Linked DNA regions of Mus musculus: all the other regions are linked to region 2. A link is a contact called in public HiCAR-type and HiChIP or PLAC-seq data. All regions are on one chromosome and are shown on one strand. Each heading gives the region's core, a stretch centred on a gene start, on an enhancer-like site or on the middle of the called end of the contact. The rest is flanking DNA. Distances are from core to core; before and after follow the strand shown.

What was found. HiChIP or PLAC-seq counts read pairs in DNA pulled down with a chosen protein or histone mark. HiCAR-type assays count read pairs that join an accessible place to other places.
Region 1: a HiCAR-type map of fibro-adipogenic progenitors shows a contact between it and region 2, with 2.7 times the contacts expected there. The contact joins two enhancer-like sites. A contact is called at or near these places in 2 of 484 Hi-C or Micro-C datasets (forebrain and nephron progenitors) and 1 of 115 datasets of contacts at active chromatin or transcription factors (fibro-adipogenic progenitors).
Region 3: a CTCF HiChIP or PLAC-seq map of the NIH/3T3 cell line shows a contact between it and region 2, with 18 read pairs. The contact joins two enhancer-like sites. A contact is called at or near these places in 1 of 15 datasets of contacts at CTCF or cohesin (the NIH/3T3 cell line), 1 of 484 Hi-C or Micro-C datasets (uterus) and 1 of 9 other capture datasets (embryonic tail).

What each region holds. Positions count from the first base shown.
Region 1 is chr1:163,598,775-163,601,793 of GRCm38.p6, forward strand. The region is part of intron 1 of Gm32333 (a long non-coding RNA gene); the gene reads right to left. Among named protein-coding and RNA genes, the nearest start is that of Gm32333, 18 kb to the right of the region's middle. Within about 2 kb of position 1,692, at least 20 of the 459 cell types and tissues checked have an H3K27ac peak or open chromatin away from gene starts, as enhancers often do. A contact at or near this core is called in fibro-adipogenic progenitors, where this site is marked.
Region 2 is chr1:163,361,007-163,364,097 of GRCm38.p6, forward strand. No RefSeq gene overlaps it. Among named protein-coding and RNA genes, the nearest start is that of Gm24940, 40 kb to the right of the region's middle. Within about 2 kb of position 1,410, at least 52 of the 459 cell types and tissues checked have an H3K27ac peak or open chromatin away from gene starts, as enhancers often do. A contact at or near this core is called in the NIH/3T3 cell line and fibro-adipogenic progenitors, where this site is marked.
Region 3 is chr1:163,559,537-163,562,501 of GRCm38.p6, forward strand. All of the region lies in intron 1 of Gm32333 (a long non-coding RNA gene), which reads right to left. Among named protein-coding and RNA genes, the nearest start is that of Gm39689, 18 kb to the right of the region's middle. Within about 2 kb of position 1,660, at least 61 of the 459 cell types and tissues checked have an H3K27ac peak or open chromatin away from gene starts, as enhancers often do. A contact at or near this core is called in the NIH/3T3 cell line, where this site is marked.

The sequences.
Region 1 (3,019 bases), core at 442-2,941, 240 kb after region 2:
TCTACTTGTCGGTCGCTATACCAGTACCATGCAGTTTTTATCACTATTGCTCTGTAGTACAGCTTTAGGTCAGGCATGGTGATTCCCCCAGAGGTTCTTTTATCCTTGAGAAGACTTTTTGCTATCCTAGGTTTTTTGTTATTCCAGATGAATCAGCCTCCAAACGCTGACACCATTGCATACATTAGCAAGATTTTGCTGAAAGGACCCTGATATAGCTGTCTCTTGTGAGGCTATGCCGGGGCCTAGCAAACACAGAAGTAGATACTCACAGTCAGCTATTGAATGGATCACAGGGCCCCCAATGGAGGAGCTAGAGAAAGTACCCAAGGAGCTAAAGGGATCTGCAACCCTATAGGTGGAACAACAATATGAATTAACCAGTACCCCTGGGAGATCGTGTCTGTAGCTGCATATGTATCAGAAGATGGCCTAGTGTGGGAAGCCACATGTGCCGTTGCAGGGTGGTGCTGGCCACCACTGGCCACCACGCATACATAGGCAGTAAAGTTTTTTCTGCCAAGATGAGGTTTTTGAGAATTAACCAAAATTAACCAATCAGATGAGAGAGAAGTTAACCAATCAGATGTAGGCATGCAAATGAGGTGGTAAGCATAACCCATGCACAACCAATCCGGGTGTGAGACACGCCTCTCCTAGGCCTATATAAGCACCAGTTCTGGACTTGGGGTCTCTTCGCCTCTGCAATCAAGCTCTCCCAATAAACATGTGCAGAAGGATCCTGTTGCAGCGTCGTTCTTGCTGGCGAGCCAGGGCACACTCAAGAGCCTAGTCAGCCATCATTGGAAAGAGAGGCCCATTGGTCTTGTAAACTTTATATGCCTAAGTACATGGGAACACCAGGGCCAAGAAGTGGGAGTGTGGGGGGATTGTGGGGGGGAGGGGACGGGGGACTTTTGGGATAGCATTGGAAATGTAAATGAAGAAAATACCTAATTTTAAAAAAGGAAAAAAAAATTAAAAGTCACACTGTTTCGCCAATCCAAAAAAAGAATAACACTTATTATCTAATTACTTCAAAACTTTGCATATTACTTGAAAAGAGCTATGAACACATGCAGTATGGGAACCATGACAGCAGGATGGAAGGCTTTAATCAAGTTTTTATTTTCCTTCTTCTTCTCTGGTTTTCATAGTTGTCTATTTCAGGGATATAATATGTGGTTATCCCAAAGAGATTTTTACAGTGACCCTGAGCATCTAAAGTCTGCTGTCATTGTCTGTTGCTTTCTCAGATAGGCACCCCCTACCCCCACTAGTGGGAAGGACGCCACTCTTGAACCAGCAGGTTTCCTTCCTATGCAGCCTTCAGTGTCTGGGGCTCCTGTGCTGGCATCAGAAGTAGCAAGCTGTGAAACTGTTACTATAGTGATGGGCATGGTGGCAAGGGCTACCTTTGGCTCCTTTGGTTTTTCCTGGACAGTTTCTTTGCCTTAAAAAAGATCAGCAGTTTATAGAGCCCCAATGTGAAATCACGCTGGCTCTGATTCATGACATTTTCCTGAGACTTTATAATGTTTCTTTTTTCTAAATAAGCAATTTCAGGTCAGGTAAAAATGTGAGTAAATCATGCCTGGCTCTTGTTCCAGATGTATCCATTTCTGTTCTTGCCTTTTCCCTCTGTTTCATGGCTTTGGTACAACAAAAATAAGCAGAGCCTCCACCCTGGAGCCTTCCTGAGTCTGTAATATGTGCATAGTATACTGTGCACAGAGCGACTTCCCTACCTTGGTCATTACTGACCTTAGCATTTTCTCTGGCAATTATCTGAAACAGAGTAATAATACGGAGTAATGATTTTGGCATGCGTGAGACCCTGGGAGGATCAAAGAGGTTGATGTGACAGTTCATGAAGCAGGGAGGAAGCAAACCGTCCCCCACTGCCAACACTAACATAGCCGTGTGCTTGTGAGTCTGGGAGAACCTAGTTGCCAAGTGTCTGCCTGCATTTTCTTTGAGGGAGCCAGCCCAGGGCAGGTCAGGAAAATTATGGCTTTTATCAAGCAGACACTGTGGCTCTCTTTTTGAGGATGGCCAAAGCCCCAATCACTGCTGGTAACTGCAACACATGTGGTCTTTTAAAAAAGAGAGGGAATGAATATTTTCATTAACTGGCAAAGAGGTACCCACATGAGACTTCATTTATTTGGAATACACAGGGCAAGGCTAAAGGGGGTGAAATGTTTGTAAAGAAATTAAAAGTGAGAGCTCTGGAGACAGACTGCCTGAGTTTGAATCCTGGCTCTTTTGGTTACCATATCATGCCATGTAAGCAAATTATAACCTCTCTGCCTAGAACCCTGCATCAGTGAAATAAACAGAGGCACACCCTAGTTGTATGTTGCCCCGGTGACTGACAGTATGTGACATCACCACAACATTGACACATGTCAACTGCTACTACAGCTTTTGTTTTAGCTGCTTATACTCAAGATGGAAAGCAGTCAGGTTTGCGTGTGGTTTTGTGACCTGGTTTTTCAGACTGCTTATTCTTTAAACAGTGTCTGGGCATAAAATGTGCCAGACATTGTGCTAAGTACTGGAAGATATGATTTCAGCACAAACAAACAAAACCAGTACAGTGCTGGGAGAGTAGATGCACACCAAAGGCTCTATGCATTGCAGAATGCACCCCCACACACACACACACACACCAGTGTAAATTACTTTAGAACTTTAGAGAAAGAATGGCACCATCAAGCCAGTAGATGGGACGGTACTTATGGAGAAGGTAGTCGTTGGCTAGAACTTGAGAAACAAGTGGATTCTTTCTATAATAGCAGAGGTTGGAGTGATATAGGTGTCATGCATGTGTGGAAGAGGGCAGGACTGCATGCGTATGGACTTACACAAGGAGGATGGTGATGAAGGGCTTGAGAGCATCCCAATCATAGTCTTAGCCTAGCGATGGTCAGTGGCTGCCCTTGACTGGACCTGGCCCCGGAAGACTTTTCATCTTTCTTTAATTCAGAAATTGGTGGGGTTATGATTCTGGGAT
Region 2 (3,091 bases), core at 160-2,659:
CATTTTTTTTTTTCCTGCAAGTAGCTGAGCCAAGTAATTCCAGTTCACAACTCTCATCTTAGACGCTAGAGAGGATTTTCTCTCCCATCAGTCTTTGCACTTGTGTGTGTTAATTCCATTTAGTCGCTGAGAACTTTTAGGTGGGTTTTTGGGGGTGGGGTGGGGGGCTGGTCAGTAGGGTGAGAACTAGGAGTGAATCATAAGACATCTATCAGGCAAGCTACCCAATCACAGGAGTACATCTTACAAGCCCCATAACAGTTTTAGAAATTTTTATACACAGTGGAGATGTTGGTTTTGCTTATAAATCTTACACATACCACCAGCAAAAGGCTGTTTCCGTAGCTCTGAGAAAACTCTGGCCTAGCCCATAGGGAGAGAGGAAAGAATCTCTCACTTGAAGTGTTATCTGAAAAGAGGGGGGGGGGCTCCCTGTAGTTCTTCCAAAAAAAAGAATGTGTGTGAGCTAGAAACAGTTCCGTTTCTACTGTACCATTAAACTGTAAGGCTGATTCAAGTTTAACTAACTGTCAATTTATTAGGGGGAATGACTTTGCCACACACCCACACACACATGCTAATCCGAAGCATGTGCGTTCTGTTGTTAAGTGGCCCTTCCAAAGGCTGATCACTCATTGGCGGAAACTACTCCAGATGCAATCCATAGCAAAAGCCCAGTTTAAAAAAAAAAAAAAAAAAAAAAGATGAAGATAACGGTGCAGTGATCTTTAGAACATATTCCATATATGTACAAAACTTGTTTGCTTAAATTCAGGGCGGGGAAACATCTCTTCTTTTTAGGTCTATCTGTGGTCACGTGATTTTCCACAACTTGAACATTCCAATAAAAGCACGTTCTAAAAATAAATGGATACAATAACCGACTCTCTGGATTTCAAATTGCTAATTTTTAAAAGCAAAGCAGAAGGATTGTCCTGATGGAAACCCTTCACACAAAATGGCAGTGCAGGGGTGTCAGGCCGGAGTAGGATCCGTTTTTTGAGCAAAGGCTGGGGGAGAGAGCTTATGGCTTCTTGCAGAGGAGTGGACCAGGCAAGTGTACATTTGCACTCCAGAACCATCTGAGGCTGTTCCTTGAAGCCTGCTCTTTACATTTTGGGTGAATATCTGATGGGGAGGGACAGTGTGGGCGTGGGAGGCTGTTTAATCTCATTTTGCCTCCTTCTCCCCCCCCACCCCCACCCTGAGTCATTATGGGAATCTAGAGGAAGAACACCAAAAGAGAAATTTTGAAAGGAATGAAAAGAAAAAGAAGAGGGATGAGAGCGGGGAAGAAGAAAAGAGCAGACGCCCTCAGCTCCAGCGGAAGCAATGCCAAGAAGCAACTAACCAAAACCAGACAGAAGTGGGGCAAGAATAAGATGACTTGGACTCAGGCTGACAAACGCACAAGAGAAAAATTCACATGGCCTCAGGGCGGGGCTTGGCATCCGGCTCAGAGATTACTGTGGATGTATGCACGTAGTTTTTATTTCTGGAGCCTTATTTTGCAACTTCTTCCTGAAAAAAGATGCGTTGGTTTTCTTCATTAAAATAATGGAAAACACACCCTCAAATTCTGCCTTTCCTAACTTACTACTGTGAAAAAAAAAATCACTTTCTTCTAGATCATTTCCTAGGGGTTCTAGACAAATGAAATGCTAAAACTTCAAATGTCTAATGACTTTGTATCTAGTTTCCGAACACTCCATTTTGAAGAGATAGGGGACCACTGTGCCTTTTAACGCAGTCCATTGTGAAAGCAATAAAAGTAGCTGGATAGAAGTCAGCCTGTGGCCAGGGCCAAGGCCAAGGCCAGTTTTGATTCTGAATTATTTGCATATTATTATTTGCATTATTTGCATCTAAGCAGCCTGTGGCCTCTGCAAGCATTTGGCTTGTTAGAGTTAATCCACTGATGGCTTGTGTGGTAATGAGTGTCTGAAGTGCTTGTCTATAGGGATTCTTTTTAATGCTGTCCTCATGGGCTCTGTTGAACTTTTTCTACTTTGTAAATGAAGGCTGAACACACTCAAATCATCTGTGGAACTGTGTAAACTGTTGCTACCCAAAGAGAAAACCCACCACTGGGATGTAATTTTCCACTGTCATTTTTAGATAGCAGGAGCAATTATACACAATTTATGAAAGGAGTACTTCTGGAATGAGAGGACACAGGAAACATGGGAGACACAGGACTCTGTGTGTGTGTGTGTGTGTGTGTGTGTGTGTGTGTGTGAGTGTGTGTGTGTGTACACATACATAAACCTATATCATATATATATATATGTATGTATATGTATACATATGTATACATATACATATACACACATATATATATATACACACACACACACACACAGAGTCACATATATACATATACATACATATACACACACTCACACACACACACACACATATTTATGGAATGATTTATCTGAGTCCAGAACACCATACATGCTAGGCAAATGCTCAGAAACATTTTGAAATAAACTGAATACCTTCAGATAAGGTATATAAATGCAGTTTGGACTGGATTGCTTCCCCTTGTCTTCTTATCAAAGCACTGGGAGATTTCAGCTACTCAGAAAGCCAGGTCATCAGAGTGGCGATTTGTATTTGGACCTCTTTCCAGGAGGTAACAAGAAGCAGGCTTGATGACACACAGATGCCCAGCAGCCAGACTTCCTTCGACAACAGACACATTTTCAAAGTGCTCACGCTGTCAAGTCATCAGACTGACAGTGATGGTCGTTAAAGGGGAGCAATCTACTTGGTGTGGTTCTGTTCTAGTCTCCCTTCTGTACCCAGTAAAATAAAACAACAAAACAAACAAAAAACCTTAACTGAATTGTGCCCTGAGAAACACAAGAGGAAAGTCACTCTGGATCAGAGAGTAGTTAGATGTCTCCCATGCCTAGGGTAGCTGCTATTCTTGATTTGAGAACACTTGTGTAGCTTCTCAGTGTCTTTGAGAGAAGACTTGTCAAATACATATTTCATTGAGTACACGAGTGCATCTCCATTCTAGAATGGGGTGTGTGCAGGGGGTTTTTCTTTTGTTTGTTTTTTTTTACAACAGAATTGAGTC
Region 3 (2,965 bases), core at 410-2,909, 200 kb after region 2:
TGTTCCACATATTCTGTTGATAGAGGATCATCATTTCCTTATAGTCTCTGGTTTTCTGTTTGTCCAGTGATTTAAAACAAATGGTCTTTCTATCAAAAATCCACCGAGATGATTCTTCAACCTCAATGCTTCATCTTGGTTGTGCATCACCTCAAATGCCAATACGCATTCTTAATATAGAAAATATCCCCGCCGACTGGGCTTGGTCTCTGCACAGCCATCGATCTGATGGTCAAGTTTCCTTCACCCACAGAGAGGCATCCTGCTTGGGTACTGAGGCTGCTTCCTGGAACGCAGGCCCCTTTCCCTCAGATCTCCTATTTGATCACAGCTTGGTTCACCTGCTTGTAATAGAATCCCAAAGGTGTGGCTCCCCAGAGCCTCCTGAAGGCTCTGCCTAGTGGACTGCGCAGCATGCGTCTCACACCTGCAACACATTTGCTTAGAAGTCTAAAAGAAAAACACCCTAACCCACACCCAGGGAGACAGAGATAGAATAGAGCATGGGTCTGGTTTAAATGTATGAATTATTACTCTTGAAAAGGAAATGAGGAGGAAGCTCAGCTACTGTGCATTCAAGCCTAGGTGAAGGAGGTGGGTTTACAGGGGCAGAGCTGAAAGGCTCTTAAGAGAATGGGCATTCAGTTCAGTTGTATGAATTTGTGAAGAAAAAAAAAAAAAGAAGTTTAGCTTTTTGGATCCTCCTTTACCCAACAGTAAATGAAAAATAACATCATCCGGTCCCTTATTGTCACAGTATCATCTGTGTAAATGTAAATTTTCATACTGGGTGTGTTGTAGTCCTTGGAGAAAAAGGAGTTAACACGCGAGCCTAATTCCTAACACAAGAAGTCAGATAAATGTGTTGTCTTTGGCTCTAGCATCTGAATGCGTAATGGCACTCTAATTTATTGCTGGCACAGAAGCCTCTCCTTGACATGAGACTTGCCTCAAAGTGCCATCTCCTTTAAGATATATCCAGCAAGCAGATATCAAACACTCCCTACTGCTTAATTGGCAATACTCACACATTCCTCGGTTTCCATATTGGCTTTAAGTTCTCTGCCAGCGCCACAGAACCTAATTTCCCATATTTTCACTATTATTGTTGCTGTTATTATCATTGTCATAAGCGTGGGTTACTTATCCCAGTAAAAGTGACAGCCTGTGTGTCCAAGCTGGCGCAAGTATTGGAGCATAACTAGCTCTGAGTAGGTTTTCCAAGTCACTGTAGCATGTGACCCTCACAGCCACTGTTTAAAACAGGCCTGAGCTCTTTTGCAATTTAAAAGCAAAGAAATTAAAGCCTAAAATGTCAAAATCACACCACAGTTCAGAGTCTGAGACCGAGGAAGAACTTTAGCTCTGGATATTTAAAAAAAAAAACCAAAAACCAAAAACAAAAAAAACCATTGTAGTTTTGCCTTCTGGTCAATTCTATTCAGTACAGTGAACAGTTTCTCCTCCCCTTATTATTTAATTCAACCAGAAATGTAAAATATGCGGTTTTCTATTTTTAAAAAGCGTTCAGTTTGAAGCTGTGCTCATCTCTATTTTCTGGTGGAGAATTTAAAGTGGCCTGCACTTGGTTGGTTGGCCTTACCCTTGCCAGCCTTGCTGTGGCTTGTAAAATGTTGCATGTTTGGTATGGAAATTACCCAGGGAGTGTGACTCTTCACCCAGACATGCCATGGACGCTGGTGGAGTCAGGGTTTTGCACTGTAACCTCTCCTTTTATGTTGCAGAAGAATTCTCTCTTTCTGTTGACTTTCTTTTTCATTCACTAGAAATGAGTTGCTTACATTCCTCTGACCTGGAGAACAACCTCTCCAGGCGAATTCAATTTGTAACTGTGCTGCCCACACCGTTACAGTGCCTTCCCTCCCTTTTATTTTTAAAGGGATACTGTTCTTGTGATGAGCTGTTATGACATATTTATAGGAAAATAATATTTTATTTAAGGACACTTTTTAAAATGGCCCTTAAAACGAAACAAAATGGCATGGATAAATGCAAAATATATGTGTGTACAATTCATATAGTCCCTGTGATTCAAGATCTCTGCCACCTCTCATGCTGAGAATGCTAAGAACAAAGAGATTTTTATCTCAATTTAAATTCTCTTGACATCTTAAAAAATCAGTTGTAGCAATATTTGTTTCCTAGTCGCCTTCACTAGTGTTGTCTCAGGTTGGCCTCAAGTGATGCTTACAGCCAGATCTGACCCTTATGTGCCCAGCTGGGCTCCAACATTCCCAGGAATTTCAGAGGTTGACAAAACCTGGCTCTAGCTAGAGAGTCACTTCAGCATTGAAGTTTTAACTAGGACACAAAAAAATCAAAGATTTAAAACATAGGAAGTTTTAATTAAACAGTGTTAAGTCCAAAATGTTATGTCTTGTTGTCTGAGGGCATGGACTAAAGGATCAATTGGACAAGAGCTATTTGGGCAATGAAAGTCTTTTGCTGACCAGTAAGATTAGAGGCCTTTGAAGCTGAACTTACTGCTGATATTTTCTTTCCATCATGTTGATTGATATCTCTCTGTTTATTTATTTCATTAACAGATATCTGGTGCTTCTCATTGTCTTAAAACTCCAGTGTTTTCCGGAGCTCATGGTCAACTGGCCAGGAATGATCCTTTGGACAAGCAGTCAGAACACTAATGCAAGTGGCCCTGTGATTCACTTTTAAAAGTTTTGCAACACACAAGATTAGGATAAGGCCACAGACTGAACTCCAAAAAGGAACAAGAAAACTTCAAACTCTAAGTGATAAAAATTTTAAGTCATGGTGAATTATCAACATAGCTACCACACACCAGAGTATTATTTTGGATTATGTTCATTTATCAGTTCAATGAGTCCTCACAATAACATTATTACTTCCACTTTCCAGTGAAGGAAATGCTCAAAGATTAAATAACGCTCTCAAGGGCAGGGCCCCAGATGTGACTCACTCCAGA